Linked DNA regions of Mus musculus: region 1 is linked to region 2. Evidence: chromatin contacts called from public capture Hi-C data. All regions are on one chromosome and are shown on one strand. The core of a region is the stretch at or near the end of the contact, and the rest is flanking DNA. Distances in the headings are between cores, read along the strand shown.

The links. Capture Hi-C pulls out chosen DNA fragments and counts their contacts.
Region 1: a capture Hi-C map of embryonic stem cells shows a contact between it and region 2, with 2.3 times the contacts expected there. The contact joins two enhancer-like sites. A contact is called at or near these places in 2 of 39 promoter capture datasets (hippocampal neurons and liver), 2 of 15 datasets of contacts at CTCF or cohesin (large pre-B cells and pro-B cells), 1 of 484 Hi-C or Micro-C datasets (embryonic stem cells), 6 of 115 datasets of contacts at active chromatin or transcription factors (acute myeloid leukemia, astrocytes, embryonic stem cells and 2 more) and 1 of 9 other capture datasets (embryonic stem cells).

The regions. Positions count from the first base shown.
Region 1 is chr15:74,526,697-74,532,599 of GRCm38.p6, reverse strand. Adgrb1 (adhesion G protein-coupled receptor B1) reads right to left here. Exons shown (of 31, transcript NM_174991.3): 2 at 2,660-3,670. The coding sequence starts at 3,443. Among named protein-coding and RNA genes, the nearest start is that of Adgrb1, 13 kb to the right of the region's middle. Within about 2 kb of position 1,374, at least 10 of the 459 cell types and tissues checked have an H3K27ac peak or open chromatin away from gene starts, as enhancers often do. A contact at or near this core is called in embryonic stem cells, where this site is marked.
Region 2 is chr15:73,648,532-73,654,415 of GRCm38.p6, reverse strand. No RefSeq gene overlaps it. Among named protein-coding and RNA genes, the nearest start is that of Slc45a4, 27 kb to the right of the region's middle. Within about 2 kb of position 1,410, at least 10 of the 459 cell types and tissues checked have an H3K27ac peak or open chromatin away from gene starts, as enhancers often do. A contact at or near this core is called in embryonic stem cells, where this site is marked.

The DNA.
Region 1 (5,903 bases), core at 125-2,624, 880 kb before region 2:
AAGACACTGCAAACACAATAATCAAACCGGTATACCCACTGGGTTTTCATGTGTTATACATGTGAACATGTGATTACATGAACACATATGTGCAAAATACACTATATATGTATTCATATATGGGTGTAGCCACCATACACATATGTATGCATGTACATATGTGTGCACAAAGTACACCCTACCATACACACATGTACAATTCATATATGTACATTCATGCACACACACCTCCTCCCACTTGCCTCTGAGTACTACCTGCCAACACTGTCAGAATCCATATACTGACCTGATGCTCAAACTGCCCAAGTTCAACCTGAACACACCCCTGCCTCTGTCTGCCTCTGCTCCTAGGTCCCCAGAGTGGGCCTAGCAATAAACAAGAACACCAACCCTTCGCCATTGGCTGCTTCACCCCACTCTTACCCTCACAGAGACAGAAGAAGGCATTCTCAGGCCCCCAGAGAGGAGAACTGAGGGGCTGGGCTGGCCTAGAAACACAGGTGAGCCAGGGTCAGACCCAAGACTCCAAAGTGGGGTTCCAAGGCCGATGTTCTAGCCTGGGCCTGTACACATTCACCAGGGGCCAGGGCTATGCTCACATACCCTACGACCTGGGTCACACACGTCTCAGCCTCGAGTTCTACTCTGCCCTTAGAATCGTCCTTAAGCTGCATCTGCAGTCCTGCTTCCTCTGTCCCACATGGATGTCCTCATTCCTGATGGGGCCAGGCTTGCTCTTCCTGCCTCCACACCCTTTTATCCACAGTCCATCAGTTGCACCAAACCTCTCCTCCTCCTCCTCCCTCCTCCTTCCCACTGCAAATGACCAGGCCAACACCAGCCACCTCCCCATCCAGGCTCCTGTGAGGAGTCCCGGTACCTCACTCCTTTGCACCAAGCCCTCCCAAAGTCCTTCTGTTCTCAAGGTCATGTAAACACTCCACAGAGAAACCTGGCCACTTCACGGCTCCCGCAGCAAAGGCATTCACATACTCATTCCTCAGGAAATAAATGCAGCTACACACTGCCCCCGGCCCCATAGCACACAAGCACCTCCATTTGGTGCCTCCAGCATCTATCATGCCAGCCCTGAAGGCCTTGGCTGCTGGCAGCTGGGCCAAGGGGTTTAGAGCAACATCCAGCAGCTCCCTGGCACAGTAGCTGCCCCAGTATTCCACTGAGGTCAGGCTGCTGCCCAGGGGGTGTGACTGTGGCCCCAGTCAGAAACAAATAAAAATCAAGTGGTGATGCAACCCCAAGAATTGTTTTGCAGATGTAGGAACCAATGCTCACGGTGGTTAAATGATGGGGAGTGGCAGAGTATGGTACATGGCCAGGTCTGCTTGTGACAGCTGGCCCCATCCTCCTGCATCTTCCCACCCCATCTCTCTATTCTTCCAGGGTTCCCTTTGGTCTCACTCCCATTCCTGTCACACAATGAAACCCGCCTTTGTCAAGGTCACAATGACCTCCAGCCTAAACGGCAGGAAGGCTGGTCCTCCACCCTTTCTTCCCATCACAATGACAGAATGTTCAGAATTTCGTCTGAGGACCCTGAAGAGGTCGCCTCAGCCTAGGTCTCACAGAGATCCAGACCTGGGACCTGTCATAGGGCCTTGACCAGAAATGTGCCTGGGGTTAGAAAATTCCTTTGCAGCCTGAATGGCCTTGTGGCCTCTGAAACGCTTAAGGCTGAGGGATGCCCTACGGGCGTCAGCATTTCACTCTAGATCTCCTGGCATCAGGTTCTCAGTCAGGCCTTGCCTTGGCCCTACACACCATCAATGAATAGACTTGTCTTCCTATTCCCCAATGTCCCCTTGATGTTGACTCAGCTCGTTTCTCCAGCTCAAATCTTGGACAGCCCTACCTCTGCTATCCTCCAGGTCACACAGCAGGCAGGGCCTACCTCTTGTTACAGATACGACACTCATAAAGATACACTGTTAGCACCATGACCAGTCATCAACCCCTTGCATCCCCATCAGGCCTGGACCCTGCCATCCTGAGGCCATTGTCCTCAGGTCTCCAGCCCATGAGTAAAGGTAATGGTTTTCTCAACACTGGGTTTCTGGGTGTCCTTGATACCCTGGTTCTGCCTGGGATGGCTACATACTGTTGGGTAGTGTGTCTTCTTCCTGTGGTCACTGGCCAAGGATGGCATTGTGTCCCTGCTCTCACTATCACACCTCAGTGGCAGCTGCTATAGACATGCTACACTGAGCCCCAAAACCTTACCTCCTGGCAACAGCCCTGTGAGTACTCTGTCTATGCGTGCTCCCATGCGCCACCCTGGGGAGGTGCTGACCTCCACTTTAGTCCCCAGACACCAGGTACTGTACCCTAGGGATGCTGGAAAATGTCGTTGTTGAAGATTAGTGTGCTCCCATGTGGAAGATTTAAACCGAGGAAGTGGCTTGAGGAAACTGGCTACGGATCCTTTCTTCCCTCCCTCACTCACATGCCACGCCCTATGTGGGCTGGGCTTTCTATCCTGGGAACGAAGAGCCATTGGCAATTTGAATTCTACACATGGTCTCTCAACCCGGATGACAAAAGAGTTGCCCCGAACAGACCCCAGCCTCGGGGACTGCACTCTCCCTCACGCTCTCATTTCATCTGCTGCAGAACTGTACAAGGTTCTCTGGATTCCACTCACCTGCTGAGCCGTGCCCACCCCGGTCCTGGGTCAGGCTGGTGAGGCAGTTCTCAGGGCCACCAGCTACGCCGTCCCTCAAGCAGACGTCCCCACGGGGGACCAAGGGGCTGGAAGCAGGGTCTCCAACATCTCCACCCAGGCAGGCGCAGGGAGTCTGCATGATGCCACAGGGGTGTGAGCTGCGGCTGCCGGCTAGACAGGCATCCAGCCAGCGACACAGCATCTGACAGGCAGCATGGCTGGGGTTGCGATTGCCCACCACCAGGTACTCCACGGAGAAGTCGTCACTAGAGCTGGGGAACTCGCCCTGGGGTCCGAGGTCACCGTCTTGGGGTGGCTGTTGGCGTTGCATCTGTAGAAACTGTTTGCTGGCCTGTAGAAAGGCGAGGGGTGCAGAGGAATCGCAGAGCCGCAGAACTTCGTCAAAGCTCTCCACACCCAGGTAGGTGCGTGTAGACTCCAAGAAAGAGTCGAACTGGTAGGTACGAACTCGGCCGGGGCCGCTGCAGGGTGCAGGTGCCTTGGCCACCTTCATGTAGAGCGTGTAACGACGAGGGTCCGGGTTGCGAAGGGTCCAAGAGCAGCGTGAGGCGTTGGCCGGAAATACAGCAGCCGCCGAGAAGTAGCCGAAGAACTTTCCCTGCACCAACGTGGTGCACTGCTCTGTCCCAGGCCCTATGTCTGCCCCAGAGGCAGCGCGCGCCCAGCGCCCCAATAGCAATAGTAACAGCAGGAGTGGAGCAAGGATCCAGATGGGGCCCGGGGCAGCAGCCTGGCCCCTCATCCTAGCTCGCGGGGCCGCTGGGGTTCCGCGGGCTGGGCAGGCAAGTGCAGGCCAGGCCTTGACATGCCAGGGTCCGGCAGCAGGCAGGGCCGTCCAGGGCAGTGAGCCAGTGGCAGGGGCTGGGTGAAGGCAAGGTGGGGGCAGGGCAGGGTTTCAGGAGACAGTGGAAGCAGCGATAACTCCTAAAGTCCAGGCTCCTGGTGTTTGCCTGTGGCTTCCAATGGTAGCTGAAAGAAAAAAAAACATGGTCTCAGGGGCTTAAAGAGGCAGTCACTTAGTAGGTCTAGTGAGGCATGAGGCTTTGCACAGTATAACACTTTCTCTGTCCACCTGCTCCTCTGTCTCCGCCAGTGGTCCAACCCAAGGGACCCCCTCCTCTCCCTTCCTGAGTAAGGACCTTTACTGCCTGCCGTGCCTGGTTAATTATGGGCCCTGAATTTGCTCACTCTCTCTGGGCCTTTAGGAGTAGAAGCCTGGCTCCCTCAGACCTTCTCTTGACCTTCCCTTCCAGCTAAGTGGCCTTTTTCCTTCCTGAAAATCTGTCAATCATACAGGCATGAAAGCAGGCAGGAGGGAAGAGGAGAGAGGTCACCATGGTATTTCCCAGGGCTCCCAAGAGACCACATACCTTCCCATAAACCTGGACCGGGTACTGACTGTCATCAAAGGAGGTAGGATGCAGCCCTGGAGGTGAAGGGCGTGCCTGGTGTTGCTATGTCAGCACCCACTCACTACCTGTTTCTCATCCATGGCCATCCTTGCCCCATGCACTACAGCTGGGGCTTCCCTTCCTCACTCTCCTATCTGCCTCATGTGTCCTCACCTTACTTCTAGCTCTGTGTGGCTACACGGTTACCCCACATCTCGTGATGAGGAAGCTGCCACACAGAGAACACGTGGTTTCCTCAAGGTCATAGGAAGTGGGGAAGAAAACATAACCTAAATCCTGGACTGACCATGACCTAGTGTCACTGGGAAAAAAACCTTCTATCCACAGGACTGGCACCACGAGGTGACTCCTCATGCACCCCTGAAGGAAAAACAAAACTTGAGAGCTAGTCTGGACTCAGCATGAGGCATGCCACCCAGCCCAGAACTCACTCTGTAGACCAGGCTGGCCTCGAACTCAGAAATCTGCCTGCCTCTGACTCCCAAGTGCTGGGATTAAAGGTGTGCACCACCACCGCCCGGACCTGCCTTGTTAGAGACATCAGTTTCCCCACTGCCCCTCCACAGCTGAACCAGTAGGGGAGGAAGGGAGGTCCTTGCCAGGTTCCTCCTTCCTTGCCCTCTCAGCCTCTGGGTGCAGATTCTCGTTGCCGCTGCTGACTCTGTGTATGTAACAGCCTGCCCCACCCAGGGACTCTCCGTGTCCTGCAGCCTGGGCCCAACTGACTAGCAGTTCAAAGATCAGTCACTGCTCTGTTCCATGCTGGTGTCCTTCCTGGACGGCCCCCTGAGCAGGCAGCAGCCTCCAGGCTCAGCCCCAACCTGAGTGGAGGTTTCTCAGGTGATGGAAGCCAGGATGCTTGAAGCTGGACAGTCCTCACAGAGCCTCTGTTTGTGCCTCATAACCATGGCAACCCCACGCACCCTGGGAAGCCCTCACTGTGTCTCCTCTCTCTACTTCGGCCGCCCGTAAACACCTTTAGGGGTGACCTCTGATGTGACCTCACAGAGCCTCCCTGACCACCCTCCCTATTACAGAACCAGAGAAGCCATGGCGTGAGTCCTGCAGTCTGCTGAGTCCTTTACTCCGTTGTTCCTGTTACCAGTCCCTCAGCAGAGCCCCAGCCAGGGGTGTGCACCCCCACTATGAAAAGCAGGGGTCAGCCCCAGGCCCAGGGCAATGCTGGTAAGGTCTACAGGAAACATTTAGCCAAGCCTGGTACAACTGCCCATGCCATCACGATTCCACCCCCAGGACCAGCCAACCTCACTCTGTCTCATTCATGGTACCCAGAAAGCCCAGGGCATCCTGGGATGGCTGTGATCTCCAAATCTTTTTTATGCCTTTTACCAAAGGGCCTACATTGCTTGAAAGGAACACTGGTTCCTGGGCTCTTTCCTCACAGGAGGGCACTGGCTTTGGTACCCCCATCTCCAGATCTGAGGTCAGATACAATCACCGGCCCCTGGGCCTCTAGTATCCCATTTGGAAAGTGGGCATAGCCTGGGATATATTCTGAGCTCCCAACCTAGCCAGGCAGTGTGGGGTATCAGTGGTGTCCATAGAGCCCAGTGACGCTGGGCTCCAAGGGTCAGCATGGTGAGAAACATAGGTAAATTCAGCTTGAGTTTTTGGAAGGACAGTACATGGTACATGTTGCTCTACGCTGACATTCTGTCATTGCTACAGAGAGCCTAAGGGATCCACTTCACAGACAGCCAATAAGGTCCCAAGAAGATCCTACCCTTGTCCTTACTTGCCACCATCCCAGGACCCCAGGGCACTAGCTG
Region 2 (5,884 bases), core at 161-2,660:
TGACAGGGTGACCTAGATATGTGGTGCTGTGCTACACTCCCTCCCACCCCCACCCCTTTCCCTATAGGCCTGGAAGCTGCTTGCAAAAGCTAGACAGCCTTCCTGGGTTCAGATCCTTGCTCGGCCACTTACCCACTGTCTGACCCCAGGCCTGATATTCGGTTCCTGTTTCCTCTTCTACAGAGGGGCACCAACAGCACTGGATTGCTATGTGCTTAAGGCAGCTTGTTTGTGGTTGGAGATGGTATCCTACCCTTGAACTCATGATCCTGCTCCTGCCTCTGAGTGCTGGGATGATGGACCTGTGCCGCTGGCTCACCATGCCTGGCTTGTAAGGTGGCTTTGATCACACAGGGCCTAAGCTGTTGGTTGGTTGGTTGTTTGGTTGTTTGGTTGGTTGTTTGGTTGGTTGGTTGGTTGGTTGATCGGTTGTTTTTTTTTTTGAGACAGATATTCTCTGTGTAGCCCCGGCTGTTCTAGAACTAGACATCTGCCTGCCTTTGCCTCCTGACTATCTGGCTGACACCTGAGTCCTTAATTCTCCTGCTTCCACCTCCCCTAGGATTATAATTAAACAGCACAATGAACATCTTTTTGTTGCTGTCAATTGTTTTTTTTTATCACATTTTTCACGATGTAGCCCAAGCTAGCCTCAAACTTTCATGGACCCACAGACACTCACTATCAAGTCTGCTTTATCTGAGGGACCGTCTGATGCTGATGCTGTCCTGAACTTCCCTGGGCCTCAATGGGACCGTCCTTCATCATCCTTTCCTGGTGTCCTCACTGCAGAGCTGGAGCTATGGGGACATTTTCTTCTCACTTCACAGATGGAGAAGACGGCTTAGGGAAGGACTCGTCTGGCATGCAGAGGCAGTGGAAGGAATTCAAACTTCCACGAGAAGTCATGTGATTCCCCAGGTATCCATACGACCTGGGGATCACCCTGGAAATTATGTGACTATACTCATGTCATTTGGTCCCAAATGGCCCCATGACCTTGGAAAGATTTGTGGACTCCTAAGGATTTCAGTAATCTCTGCTTTGTGGCCAATTCTGGAGCCTAAAGTCCTGACTGACCTAGCTCTGCCCAAGACTGAGGTTTTTTTTTTTTTTTTTTTTTTTTTTTTTTTTGAGGTTCCTTATTGCCAAGACCCCTGGACCTCTGACCTGCACGTTCAGGGCTTGTGGGAGGCTAGAGGTCTTTACCTTGCTGGAGGGAGATCTTGGCCTCAGAGTCTAGGCTCACTCACTCTCTTCTTAGGGAGTTGCCCCACTCCGTGGGGTTCCCACCCACTTCATTCCAGATGGGGCTTATAGCAGGGGGGAAGCAGAGAGGGGGGATGCTTCTCCAGGGTACATGCTTTGAAGGGCACTTAAACAAGGCTAGCTGGGGTGAGGGTTTTAGAGCATACTGGATGGAGCTGAACTATTTAGCCCTGGAGCAGAGAAAGGGGCGTGGCTCACAGGGGTTGTTCAAAATCTTTGGCAGTTAAATTAGCATGCTAATTGAGACAATGGGGAACTGGAAAATAGGAATTTTTTAAGGTGTTCACTTTTTTTTTTTTAAGCTTGGACTGGGCATGGTAGTACATGTCTGCTATGATCTTGGCACTCTGGAAACAGAGTCTGGAGTATCAAGAATTTGATGCCAATCCTGGTTTACCTAGTGAGTTTGAGGCCTTCTGGGCTGTGAGAATCCCTGTCTCAAAACAAATGAGAGCAAACAGTTGTATGAGCAAAGGTGCTTACCCAGGGACTGTGTAGTCAGGTCACAGCCTATGCCTTCTCTCTCTGCCCTCTTCAGAACCACCTGTCCCATGCTCAGAAGCAGGCAACAGTACTCTGAGTGAACTTACCTTCGGATGTAAAGGGATCTGGCAAGGTAGCAAGGGGCCTCAATTAATAAGTGGGTGTGCTTGTTGCTACTGTTGTTCTTATTGTTGTTGTTGTTTTGTTTAGTTGTCTGTTTCGTGACAGAGTCTCACTCTGTGGCCCAGACTGGCCTCCTACTCTCGATCCTGCAGCCTCAGCTTTAGCCTCCGGGGGCCGGGATTACAGGCGTGGATCTCCACACCCAGTTCTTTATTGAATTTTAATCATAGTACAATCTGAGCCATCCTAATTTACGCAGGGCTTCAATGTGCTTCACCTCCCTCCCCTCCCGGGAACCCACAAGTCCAAGGTTATCGCTTATCAATCTGAAGCTTTCCCCGCTGCAGAGAAGCCAGACGTTTCCCCCAGGAGAGTTCAAAGGGTATCAGGACAGTCGTCCTGAAGAGTCAGAGGAGGGTCTGTGGAAGGGCAGATGGGACAGGCCCTCAGGAGTGTGCCCTAGATGCACGTAGGCATCCGTACCTCTCAACAGCCTCCATCAGTTTTCCCTTGGGGCCATCCTGCCCTCAATCTTCAGCAGTTCCTGCAAGCAGAGAGGATACTCAGATTAGACGTACCCCCGCCCCCATTTACCTTCTCTGTCTATGAAATGGGATCATACCAGTGCCCAAAGTACAGAAGACTAAGGGCAGGGTGTGGGTAGATATGAGTGGGTTAAGTCCATCTCCTTTTCTGCTGAGTACTTCTTGGGTTTTGCCAAGCGTTGTCCTCCCCTCTGCTGTGGTCCAGCAGGTTTGCTATGCACTCCAGAGGCGGGAGTCTCCTCTCTCTTAGCACAGGCTGAGGAGCAGTTCAGGGAAGACCACCAGTTGGTAGCTGTCTTGATTAACGCAGGGTGCAGTGCAGACATCCTTATTGAAAGGGCCCTCATTTCCTCATGGGTCAAGGCACAGAGATGGGCAGGGAAGGAAAGACACCTTACAACAATAGACAGAATCCTCCCTTCCTGCATCTGCCATCTTGCTGACTGGACACCTAATGAGATGTGACCCAGAGGTGAGTCTTGTCTGGGTCAGCTATACTGTACAGAGGCAGGTACAACTTCTTGGGCCTTCTTGTCTCAAGAGGAACACACACACACACACACATAGGGCCGAAAATGGAAAGGACGTAGGTAGCAGGCCTCCTCGGGTAAGAGAGCAGACAGCAATGAAGCTATCGTGGCACTCCAGGCTCCCAAGCAGCTGGGAGATCACTGTTCTTTACAAACAAGAACTCCAGATTTGCGATGTAGTTTGTGGTACCTTTGTTTTAAAAACTGCGGAGCAGCAGAGTGGTGGAGGCACAAGCCTATAATCCCAGCACTCGGGAGGCAGAGGCAGGCGGGCAGATCTCTTGAGTTCAAGGCCAGCCTGGTCTACAGAGTGAGTTCCTGGACAGCCAGGGCTACACAGAGAAACCCTGTCTTGAAAAACCAAAACCAAACTAAACCAAAAAAGGAAGATCGCTGAGTCCATAGGGCTCGGTGGGGTGGGGTTCAATTCCTGGCACCTACATTAGGTAGGTGGCTCATAATCACCTATGACTCCAGCTTCAGTGGAATCCAACTCCTCTGGCCTCTGTGGGCACCTGCACTCCTGTACACATACTTACACATATGCGTGCACATACATAAACACACATACACACAAAGTGAAAGGAAAAAACCCTAAGTATTCAAAAAGCAAGTACTAAGCATCTGAAGATGGAGATGGGATGATAAATCAAAAATGGCATTCTCCTATCTATGAAGCCATTGGGGTTCCCCAGGCTCAGCCCGAAGCCAGGTAAGGGTCCAAGCATTCTTGCCCCTAAAACAGTCCAGGTACAGAGCCTTGCTTATTTATTTTTGTTTTGAGACAGGGCTTTGTGTGGCCCAGACCGATCTCAAGGTCATTCTATAGCAGAGAATAGCCATGTGCCCCTGATTCTCCTGCCTCGTCTTCCACAGTGCTAGGAAGACAGGTGTGGGTACAGGGCTTACAGACCCTAGTGCAAGAAGGCTGCCTGATGTCAAGCTCTCTTGGGACAGGGTGGGGCAGCAACTATTCACAACCTTGTGCTTCATGGAGAGTTTGGAGAAGGGAGAAGTCACCTGGGGACTGAGAACCCTTCCCCAAGCTGCCAAGAACAGCATGAAAGCAGAGCCAAAGGCTGCACACACATCAAACCTCCTTGGTGGCAGCATTGGATATTAAGCCTGGCCTGGGACAGAATACAGTCAGGGTGGCTCAACCCTGGACCTTTTAGCACATTCATGCACAACTGTCTTGGAGTTTCATTGTTGTGAAGAGACACATGACCAAGGCAACTCTCATAAAGGACAACATTTAACTGGGGCTGGCTTAAAGGTTCAGAGATTCAGTCCATTATCATCAAGGCAGGAAGCATGGCAGTCTCTAGGTAGGCATGGTGCTGGAGAAGCCGAGAGTTCTACATCTTGATTGGAAGGCAGCCAGGAGAAGACTAGACAGCTAAGTAGAGGGTCTCAAAACCATCCCCTGGACAGAGACACACTTCCTCCAACAAGGCCACACCCACTCCATCAAGGCCACACCCACTCCAACAAGGCCACACCTCCGAATAGTGACAATGCAAATGTACATACACAGGCACAGGTGCACATAGTGCTTGCAGCACATACAGAGTGAGGACACACTTTTCCTTAACCTTGTGTGAGTGTATATGTGCTATGCATAGCGTGGTGTATTTGTGGTGGTGGTAGTGTGTATAGTGTGTGTGAATATATTGTGGTATGTATAGTGTAGTATGTGTTTGCATATGATGTGGTGTTTGTGAATGTGGTGTAGTGTGTTGTGTATATGTTGTGGGGTGTGTGTTAATGTATTATGGTGTGTGTGCATGTGTGTGTGCTGTGTGTGTTTGTGAGTGTGTTGCGATGTATGTGTGTGGGACAGCACATATATTTGAATATGCAGTTACATACAGAGGCCAAAGAAGGACTTGAGGAATCTTCCTATATCTTTTTCTATCTTACTGCCCTGAGACAGGATCTCTGGCCGAATCAGAGCCTTGTTCTTTCAGCTAGGCTGGCAGACTGCTGAGGTCTGGAGAGCTGCTTGTCTCTGCTCCTCAGAGCTATGATTATGTTATGTATAGCACTGTCAGGCTTTTAAAATATGTATATGTGTCGATATATTTGAACCCAGGTCCTCTGGAAGAGCTGCCAGGGCTCTTAACTTCGGAGCTGTCTCTCCATCCCCAATGTGTGAGGCTTTTCAAAACGTGGTAGGGCTTCAAACTCAGGTTCTCATGCTTACGGAGCGAGCAAGCCCTGTTATCAACGGAGCCATCTCCCTAGTCTCTCTCTCGCCTTTTACCTGATATCTTCATTTAGCTCTAGACCACAGAACTAAACGCCTGAGCTATTCCCACACCTCAGGCTCAGAAATGACCGTTCACATCTCAGTGACCCGGGTCCTACTGTCCTCTGTTACTTTGTTCAGACAGAGTCTTGTCATGTTGCTGAAGCCCCGGCTGGCCTCAGACTTGTGACAAGGCTCCTGCCTCTGCTGATGCTCGATCACTCATATTTGCTTCCCTCTTGTCTGTGGCATCCCTAGGGAGAGGAGTTCCCAGCTCTAAGTAACGGAGTCCAGTGTGGCTTGAGGTCGCCATTCCTAAGACACTCCCTATCTGCTTGCTGATGAATGAAGGTGGAAAAAGATCAATAAGTATCATCAGTTAGTAAATAATTAAACAACGAACGTTCTCAGCCGCCCTTGGTACTTCGTCCTGTACTGTCTTTTTCAAAGACATCTTTTTTTTTTTTTTTTTTTTAAGCTGAATGTAATGGTACCTGTAAAGTGTCCCTGGGTACAGGCAGAGTTTGAGGCCAGCCTGGGCTAATGTAAGACCCTGCTTCAAACAACAACAACAACAACAACAATGAAAGAAATCTTTCAAACAGCTGATTTAGCACTTTCTTCTGGCAATTCTGTTACCTGGGGAGTCGAGGCAGGAGGCTCAGGAGTCCAAGGGTATCTAT